Linked DNA regions of Anolis sagrei: region 2 is linked to region 1. Evidence: chromatin contacts called from public Hi-C data. All regions are on one chromosome and are shown on one strand. Each heading gives the region's core, a stretch centred on a gene start, on an enhancer-like site or on the middle of the called end of the contact. The rest is flanking DNA. Distances are from core to core; before and after follow the strand shown. Region 1 holds the start of COA5 (cytochrome c oxidase assembly factor 5). Region 2 holds the start of LIPT1 (lipoyltransferase 1).

Region 1 (4,883 bases), core at 753-3,252:
TCCTCTTGCAAGGACAGGAAAGATCCACCATAATCAGAATAAGTCTTTGTATTCTGAAAGCTATCAAGAAAAGGGCACATTTCCTGAAAGAAGAACCAGGAAAATAAGATTTTGACTGTAAATAGAAGGTCAGCTGCTGCCTTGTCATTTATTTATTTATTTCATTTATATGCTGTGCTTCTCACCCTGAAGGGTATTCAGAGCAGCTTACAAGATATAATTGTTTCAGATTTGTGTGCTATTTTCTTTGGATTTCATTCTGGTCTTGATGTAATACAGGGTTAGTCAAAATGAATAGGCCAATAATATATATATTATACATATATATTGGCCTATTCATTTTGACTAACCCTGTACAATTAAGACAAAAGGAGTAATTCAATAGGTGTTGCTATGGCCAGGCTGCTAGGCCGTTGAAGTACTGCCACAAGGTTATGTGGCCATGGAGGTGTCCTGTCCAGGAGCTGTAAGGCAGCAGGAGCGAAGGGGTGTTGCTATGGCCCCGCGCAGGTGTTGCTATGGCTGGCGGTGGGCAGTTAGGCCGTTGAAATACTCTCAGCACGAAGTTGTGTGGTCATGGAGGCATCCTGCCTAGGAGTTGTAAGGCAACAGGGCCAAAGAGGTGTTGCTATGGCCTCCTGCAGGTGTGTTGTATTTTGAAATGGTCATATGACTAGTCAAATAAATAAATTATTATTATTATTACTCAAGGGAAGGAGGAAGATACAATACTTCCATTACAGCCTATGCATTACTTTTTACTGAGATTCTGCTTTAATCATGCTGCAAAACATTTAGAGATATTGTCAAAGGCTTTCATGGCTGGAATCGCTGAGTTGTCGTAAGTTTTTCAGGCTGCTTAGCCATGTTCCAGAAGCATTCTCTCTTGACGTTTCACCTGCATCTATAGCAGGCATCCTCAGAGGTTGTGAAGTTTCAACCTCTGGGGATGCCTGTCATAGATGCAGGCGAAACATCAGGAGAGAATGCTTCTGGAACATGGCCATACAGCCCGAAAAACTTACAACAATCCATATTTAGAGATTCCAGGCTGCCTCATCATATAGCTCTATTAACTCTTACCAGGTAACCAACTTTCCTTTGTATGTCTTTCAAGTGTTCCTTTGTAAGGAGAGGAGATCAGGTTCCCAGCATAATAGATGTTGTGGAAACACAGCAGGAGGGAAAGAGTTCTAGTCTAACCTACTAACAACAACAACAACAAGGAATAAAAAAGTGGAAGTGGACTGATCTAAGGAGGAAGAGGGTTGAGGCAAAACAACACAGCCTGGGAGTTGTAGCCTCTCCAAACGACAGCTCTTTTATGATTTCCCAGCCTTGAGCCATGGCAGTGCGAGTGGTGCCAAGCTGCCTCCGTGCTCCCGTGTGGGGAGGGGGGGCTGCTTGAGAACCCGAGGAAAGAACTCGCGCGCCTGCCTACCGTTATGCCCCTCACGCGCCGCCTCCAAGCCCCGCCCCTTTCTGTCAGTGGGGGGCGCTCGAAGGGCTCCTAGGAAGCAGCCGCGCGCCCCGCGAAGGAGAAGGGAGCGTCCCTCCGAACGCTGCCAACTCACACCAGCTGTCCTCTCCCTTCTCTTTCAGCGTCTTCCGGGAAGAAGGCGGCAGAGCGCAGGCGCAAAGCGCCCGCCAGTCGCGCGAGAGAACTTTCCCTGTCGCTGCGGTGCGTGACGGGTAGTCTTGACAAGCAGGCCTTGAGTGCGCCTGCGTTGTGGAGTGCGATGCCGTGGCTCAATGCCCTCAGGTGTTTTGGACTTCAAATCCCAGCATTCCTAACAGCCTCAGGCCCTTTCCTTTTCCCCCTCAGCCGCTTAAGCGGCTGAGGGGGAAAAGGAAAAGGCCTGAGGCTGTTAGGAATGCTGGGAGTTGAAGTCCAAAAATACTAGGAGATCGTAGTCTGTAAAATTACGGGTGTGTCTTTAATTTTATAGCTCTACGAGTCAGGTACAGGCGGCCTAGGCTGGAAAGGGGCGTGGCCTTCCGTGCGCATGCGCAAACTAAGGCCGAAGCCGAGGGAGGAGGAAGAGGGCGGGGGGTCGCTCCTCGGCCGCGATGCCCAAGTACTACGAAGAGAAGGAGCAGGGCGGGCGCGCGTGCTCGGGGGTGCGCGAGGACTTGCGCACGTGCCTGATCGAGAGCAGCTGCGTCATCCAGGTAGAGGCCCAGGCGCCCCTTTGGACTCCAACTCCCAGCATTCCTAACAGCCTCAGGCCCTTTTGGCGCTTCTAGGAAAAAAGCAAGCGAGGAAGGAGCCAGTGAGGGATAAATAGGAGGCCGATCCCACTTCTCACACCAGGCAGCCTGACATGCTTTCCCTGATGCCTGGTCCTCTGGGTGTTTTGGACTTCAGCTCCCAGAATTCCTGACAGTTGTCCAATCTGGCAGGGGCTTCTGGGATTTGAAGTCCCAAACCATTGCCTTATGCAGCTGGGGGCCTTTCCTTTTCTGTAGGGTAATTGCCCCTCCAGATGAAGTGACAGTATTAAATACATGACTACTAAGGTTTCACCTAAACAGTCCTGAAGTGTACAAATGTTGAAGCTGTGTAGGAATTTGTGGTCAGGTGAGACAAGAGCTTTCCCAACATTTTATGTTGGTGACACACCTTTTTTTAGACTTGCACCATTTCGCGGCACATCAATTCAGTTTTACAAGCAAAGCAGAGGTTAAGCCAACCCTTTATAAAAGGTACGGGCGCATACATAAATTGTAAACCTCATGGAAACCATTCATTTCACATAGACTCAGGTTTCTTATTATGTTCACGTGACAAACTTACACACTACAACTAACACAGTGGTTCTCAACCTGTGGGTCCCGAGATGTTTTGGCCTTCAACTCTCAGAAATCCTAACAGCTGGTAAACTGGCTGGGATTTCTGAGAGTTGTAGGCCAAAACACCTGGGGACCCACAGGTTGAGAACCACTGCACTAACAAGTCCTACCACACAGTTGGAAAGCTCTTCATTGATGTCACCTGATGCATTAATTCTTGGTGTCCCCTCCCCATGCACCTTGTCCTGTACTAGAACATGCCACAATATTGTAGCCAAAAATGTAAGAAAAATTGACAAAAACCAGTTATTATTTTAAAAAACCCAGACCTGTTGGAGACAGTAGTGTATGCTGGTAGTGTGTGCAGATGTAGAGCCCAGCTACACGGTCATATAATGCAAGTTGAAGCTGTATTATATGGCAGTGTAGATCAGAGCGTTCACAGTGTTGTAATTGGGTATTAATATCAGCTCTGACTGGAGCTCATGCTGTTATAGTGTTCAGAAAATAAAACAGCATAGACTTTTAGCTTATATTGATTCAGTGCATGTAAACTGGACTTTTGAAAGAAAGATTTCTGTTGTTATATCTAATTACAGGGATATTTGAATAAAAATTCTGCTGAAACATGATACAGAAAATAAGAGGCAGGACTTTTCATGTGTTGCCCGGTGCAGTTTCCCATCACAGCATTGTGGGAGAAGTTGTCAGTGCCTACATAGTTTAAGGTGCATTGTCTCAAACTATTGGAACAAATGGGCAAGTTGAGGAGCTTTTTGTTTTTAAGTAGGGTGGTCATGCCCTAAACCACTCTGGTTAGGTGATAAGAAGAAATAGGTAGGATTGGTGGGTGCAACCTGAATGAGCCTTAAGTGCACAAGTTTTGAAGATCTTGTAATCAGGTTAGACAGTGCTGCCACCTAGGTCGATGTCACCCTCACTGGCCTCCTTCTGTACCAGACCATGTCACGTTAGGATTACCCAAACGTTGGAAAATTTAACAAAATCTAAAACAACAAATCCAGCAGCAACAAAAACAGCAGTGTGCATGCATGCCGTTTATTTGCCCAGATGGTGAAGACATGATTTCATGAGCGGAATTAGAATTAAGATTTCGGTAAAGATAATTTAGCTGGAATTTGTTAAAACAAGTATGCTTACCATGTGAAATAGGAGACAACAGTAAAAACAATTATTTACAAATCTTGTTTGACAGGAACATTCTGAATGTACTAGTAAAATCACTGATGATGTATGCTACAGTGGTTTGTTATGTGTCTTCACTGCAGCTGCCAAATTGTAGCACAGCATTTCCTTATTACTTTCTTTTCTTAAAAAAACACTTTCTCTACTGTCTTTGTGGAATGGCATATTGTACCAATGTTGACTTATCTAAGTACTAAGACAGGCTTTGGAGGATAACAACAAAAACAACAACTTTATTCTTATATCTTGCCACCGTTTCCCCAAAGAGTGGGAATACAAAATACAATAAAATAAAACACATGTACATATAAAACATCAACTCAGACTCAATCAAACTGCAGTCCTCTAACCATGGCAGTAAATTGCTGTAAAAATGGTCAGGCTGTAAACATTAGGAACAAAATAAGTGCCAGCTGCAGTAATGGAGAGAGGGTATGGGATAAATTGCAGGATGTGTGACTACTACGCAGGACAAGTAGGGACTAAACATTTTCAAAGACATGATTGAAGAGCCATGTATTCAAGTCCCTATGAAAGGAGGACAGTGTGGGGACCTGTCTAATCTCCCTGGGGAGCGAGTTCCAAACTTGTGGGACCACCACCAAGAAAGCCCTCTCTCTTGTCCCCACCAACCACGCTTGTGACGGTTGCGGGACCGAGAGGAGGGCCTCCCCGGCAGATCTCAGGATCTCATCTTTTGACTTTTTGTTAATTTAGAAACAGGAATGATCTGAAACTGGGGCTTAACAGTGGTGTTTCAGGGGCTTTAGAAATATTTCCCTGAGAATTCTGATTTTGTAGACATACTAAAGCTGCCTCGAGAAAGATGGGATAGAAATATCATAAATAAATAAATAAATACTATGAGGAAGAGCTTTTCCTTC
Region 2 (5,326 bases), core at 1,760-4,259, 230 kb before region 1:
ACTACATTGTTGCAACGAGAGCGACTGGTCTCGCAAAACCCTCTTATAATGCTGCGGCAACAGGGATGTTGGGAGGAGAGAGGGTGACTACCCACGAAAGGCACAACAACAAGCCTCTTGACTGCTGCTTCTCGTGCTTCTCTCTCCTCGAGTGGAGCTGTTCCACGTGGCACCTGGAAGTGGGGGCACTTTGGTGTCTTTGTTTTTAGGCCTGTTCCTGGGGCTATTTGGGGTGCTGATTCAGAAAATTGCATTGGATAGACCACATCAGCTCTAGATTATTAAATATAGTTTTCTGTGGGTGAGCAGATGGCAACTACTGGATGGTATATGTTCTGTATCAGAAACTAAAGCTGATGTGGTTTATCCAATGAAATTTTCTGAATTAGCTCTCCAAATAACCAAACCGAATCTAAAGTTGACCAAAAACTGATTCGTAACCCTTTTGGTACTAATGTTGGAGAATGGTCCCTGGTCAGAAAAAGGTTGGGAACCACTGGGTTAAAGCCATGGACTATGACTTTGCAGGCCAAGGTTTGAATCCCAGCTTGATCATGGAAACCCACCTGGTGACTAAGGTAGGTTTTACTCTCTCAGCCTCAGAAGAAAACAAAGGCACTCCTGAAGAAATCGTGACAATAATATGCTCTTGATAAGTTCACTTTATGGCCACCATAAGTTGTAAATGTCTTGGAAGGCACTCAACAACACAGCTAAGACATGTCAACAGTTCCTATTGTTCACTTCTTTTAACAAGAGTTTACCTTATGTTCCGATTTTACATTTTAAAAACAATTTATTATTTCAATATAATAATTAGATCTCTTATGTTCAGTCAAGTCAGGAAAACCATACGCTGGAACAATCTTGTGCTGGACCACCTTAACGATCAAGGACCAAACTTTGTCACATATTGTTACATTATAGCAACTAACTTCTCACATAGCATATTCCACTTGTTGTGTAATTTGTAATCTGTACATGTTCTCAGCAAAGCTGTTGTCACTGCAGAGGTTTCGCTGGGACAGAATTTGCTGCCAATAAGATAATCATTGAGTTCATCACACATGGTTGGTGGTAGCCAAAACTGAGGCACGTCAATATGGCAAGTTTCAATTTTGCCATTTTTGATCTCCATATTTATCTTAATTTCAACACTAGATTGTTCGTGTACTATGTTAAAAGATGTACTAATACTGAACTTTGGTGTTTTGCCATACAACCAATCCCAAGCTTGAAGTTCTCTTGCTTTGTCCTTAATCCCATGAAATTCTGTTTCATCAGATGGATTTATAAGAATTATATGGTTATTGCTTTGATGGCGTGAAGCATATTCTTCAGCAATGGCATCCACGAGCATCTCACAGTTTAACGTTGGGTCTTCTTCAAAGAGGTTCTTCACTAAGGCAGGCACACTTGGAGTGGCGTTGCTTTTGATCCCATTGTAGGGACTCTTTAGCACGGTTGATAAAACAAATGAATCCACGCTACATAGCAAAGTGCAATGGTGATAAGCGGCAGCTCTCCCTAATTTTGCAGCTGTTCCTGAAATCTTAAAAATCCCATTTAACAAGAGATCGTATCTTTCAGTCGCCTTCACATCTAATTGGGGTCGAAGGGCTTTTAAAGCTTTAACAACTAATTTCAAATTTTCCATTCTTTCATATTTTTTCCGATTGGTAAAGAAAGTGAGGTTGATATTGCCAGGATCGTGGTAAACGGTGCCTCCCCCACTTCTCCTTCGAGCGAGTTTTATGCCTTTCTGCCTCATGAATTTGAGATTACATTCCTGCCAGGGATTCTGGTGCCTGCCAATCACCACCGTAGAAGAATTCCTCCACAGGAAAAGAACCTGTCTGTTCTCTAAATCCATATTATCATGGATCCAGTCCTCTAAAGCCAAATTCTCATAAATGTCCTGGGAAACAGACTGTAGGACCAGCCCTCCCCTTGATGCGTGCTGGAAACCAGCATTTGGGACTTTGAAAACATGGTATAATGGGAAGCACTTCTTCAGAGATAACTGAAGGATCATGTTTCAGGGAAATCCAATGATCAATTTTCAAAAATTGGCACTTTTGCATAGTCTGTTCCTCTAATAAAAATGTATCTTTTCAAACCATAGTTCCAGTGTCATCCTTTTCAAAAAGCACAGGAAACAATCTTGTCAACTGGATGATTTTGTACAATTTCTCTTTTTCCTGATGAGTAGACAATGGAATATTAAACACTGGAGGAATGAAGGAAATTACTTATTTCTTTTGTGTGCATCAGTGGTAACCTAAGGAGAAGAACACAGAGTATTTATTATTTATTTATAAATAGTTAATTCAATTAATGCTATACCACTACACTGCAGTATTATTAGAAATATTACATGCAATATATAATATACAATTATTATATTGTATTATTAGTAGCATTATATTGAATTACATTATAATGTTATTATCAATATTATATGTATATACAATATTTTATATTATTAGCCTATCACTGCCTCCTAAGGGGCTTTACCTACAACACTAACTGGTTTGTGTAAACTCAGAAATTGAGGAAAACTTTCATCCTTCATGTGCCTCCCATGGTTGCAGCAACCTTGGTTTCAGAACCAACTGGCCCAACATCCCTTTTTGCTAGAATGCAACAGTATCAGAAGATCAACATCTTTTGGGCTCCTCATCTAAGCTTCCTCCCTTGATATCGTCATTCAGTTCCATAGTGGAGAATACTACACACACTTGATAATCTCAGGATATAAGCATGGCCAGGGCTGCAGCCTCAAGGCAGAATCCGAACCCAGTCCTGAAGGCACTGCTACCTGGGCAGCGAGTCCTTAAAGTGGTAGGCGACCCAAATTACCCTCTCAGGGGCGCTCAGTTCGGGAAGGGAGCGATCCACCTTCTCCTTCTCTTTGTGGCTCTCTGAACCGGGACTCGGCTCTTCGGCAGCGCAGCCGAAAGTTTCCGGAAAGACCCGAGCGCCCGCAGCACCAGGAAGTCGGACCGATCCATTTGCATGTAGAGATACGAAATAGAAAAGAGGCGTACATCAGGTAGGGAACTTCCGGCCATCTTTGCTATTTCTTCATGCGGGAAGTGAGCTTGGCCCGAAGGAAAGGAGGTAAAGCCGGGATTTTTTGAATAGTTTGCGCATCTCTGCTGCTCTCTCCTCTGTTGAGATCGCACTTCTCAAAATGTAGGTTATATTTCGTGGCGTTTTATCTTAAACAAACCTTGAACTATTTTGTGCAGTGGAAAAAGTGCTTTAATGTTCCTAAAATTATGTCAGACTACACAGGGAAGCCATTGAAATCCACAAGCATATGGACAATCTCAACAGAAAGGAGGGAGATATGAAAATAAACAAAATGTGGCTACCAGTATTTAAAAAACTAAAAATCAGGACAGTAAATAGAGGAACACTTAATAATGATAATAAAATAAAACAGAATCCCAGACAAGACTCAACCAGGGCCAGCTAACACCTCCCAACGAAGGATTCCTCCAAGCAGGAAGCAGCCAGGCTTTGAAGCGACAAGGCCATTCAATGCTAACCAAAGTGGCCAATTGCAATATTCACACTTGGCTCAAGACGACGAGTTCTTTTTCCCACCTTGGACATTCCAGATATACATACACCACACTTGCCTCATTTCCAACACACTTCTGAACAAACCTCTGAGGATGCTTGCCATAGATATGGGTAAAACAGCAGGATAGAATGGTACTGGAACATGGCCAAGCAGCCCGAAAAACTCAAAGCAACCCAATCACATTCTTCATTTTCAAAGGAAATAAATAATTTTCTAATACGATTTGCTCATACCATTAAATGTAAATATCTTTATGATGAAAAATTCAACAGGGTATTGAAAACAAGACTTGAGTCATTTAATTTAACTCTTTTATTATTTTGGCTAACTTTTCCAATTAACATATATACATAAAGTATCATGTCATATATTACACATTTTAGCAGAATATCCTTGAACCTTTGTAACATCAGGAAATATAAATAACTTCCAAACTATCATTTCCTTTATGTTCTGTAAACCCTGGGCATTATTGCTGATATCTTCTCGCCGAGTGTCTGCATTATTTTGAATCCTCTGTGGTATTTTTTTCCCTGTAACTTGGAAAAAGTTCGTCATAGGTCCTAGACATATTTCCTCGTTTTTTGGGGGGAAATGATCATTTATTGCCGATTTTCCAGGATTTGTGTCATTTTGAATTATAATTATTAGAGTATTCGTTTTACTGCAGCATTTTCCGATTATGTAGTTAGCGTGCATATACAGGAAACGACCACGCTATCTTGAAATGCCAAGTAAATGAAGATGTCCTATAAGACTGTCCTTTTTACCCTACGTGTGGGAAAAAAAACTATTAGAATGCTTGATTTAATTTAATTTACTGCTGGAAGTAATATTAGAAATTGATGAAAAATAATGCTCTTTATTACAGTTAAAGTGCATTGGCTATACATAAGTAATACCCTTGGCAGTCACTGTTGCCAACTTATTGCATTTACATAAACAATTACCATTTGATGCAGGCGAAACGTCAGGAGAGAATGCCTCTAGACCATGGCCATATAGCCTGAAAAGACCTACAATAACCTACCATTTGTTTATTTCTCTTACTTTATTTATGTCGTCATTATCATATGCAACCTATTTAACTCAATTTATGTATATATCACCTATGTATATGTCGTAATAAAGCTTTTATCTTTGTAAATCACAACCACAAGTTTTTATTTCTCGAAACCTTCCAGAATTCTATTTTTGAACATTGTCCATATATATGGTATGTATAAAATCATATATGGTATGTATAAAATCAATGCTATTAAATATTTCATATCAACACATACCTCACCACTTTGTATAAGAAACTACATTAAATTTGAGTTAATTTAGAAAATATTGGTAATGGTGTTATAACAAAAAATAAAATTGTCATAGTATTGAGGCATAATATCCCTTGATGTTATGCTGTGGTCCAACTATACTTTGAATTCCATAATCAAACATATCTAACATAAATACTATACAGCCACTTACTAACCCGTCAGGTTAGTAAGTGGGTTGTTACTTACTAACCCGTCAGAGATAACCATCTAGAATGCAAAACTTTTCATGGTGTGATGGTCAACATGCTCAAAGTATTAATGGCTCTTCCTTTTGAAAAGGCTGGTGCTACTGATGCCAAATCCCCCAATGGGTTGGCTCTGGCAGCAGCTTGCCAAGCAAGTCTCCTAGATACAAATTCCCTCTGCTAATATGTATACAGGATGCAGAAAACCTTGAGGCATATTTCTT

The links. Hi-C and Micro-C count contacts between places; a contact is called where the count stands out from the background.
Region 2: a contact with region 1 is called in a Hi-C map of mixed tissue, with 4 times the contacts expected there. The contact joins the promoter of LIPT1 here to the promoter of COA5 in region 1. A contact is called at or near these places in 2 of 2 Hi-C or Micro-C datasets (both in mixed tissue).

The regions. Positions count from the first base shown.
Region 1 is chr3:102,416,801-102,421,683 of rAnoSag1.mat, reverse strand. It overlaps COA5 (cytochrome c oxidase assembly factor 5), which reads left to right and starts at 2,002. Exons shown (of 3, transcript XM_060769786.2): 1 at 2,002-2,172. The coding sequence starts at 2,071. UNC50 (unc-50 inner nuclear membrane RNA binding protein) reads right to left here and starts at 1,640. Exons shown (of 6, transcript XM_060769785.2): 1 at 1,442-1,640.
Region 2 is chr3:102,645,465-102,650,790 of rAnoSag1.mat, reverse strand. LIPT1 (lipoyltransferase 1) reads right to left here and starts at 3,009. Exons shown (of 2, transcript XM_067466829.1): 1 at 2,863-3,009; 2 at 645-2,281. The coding sequence starts at 2,035. The coding sequence ends at 917.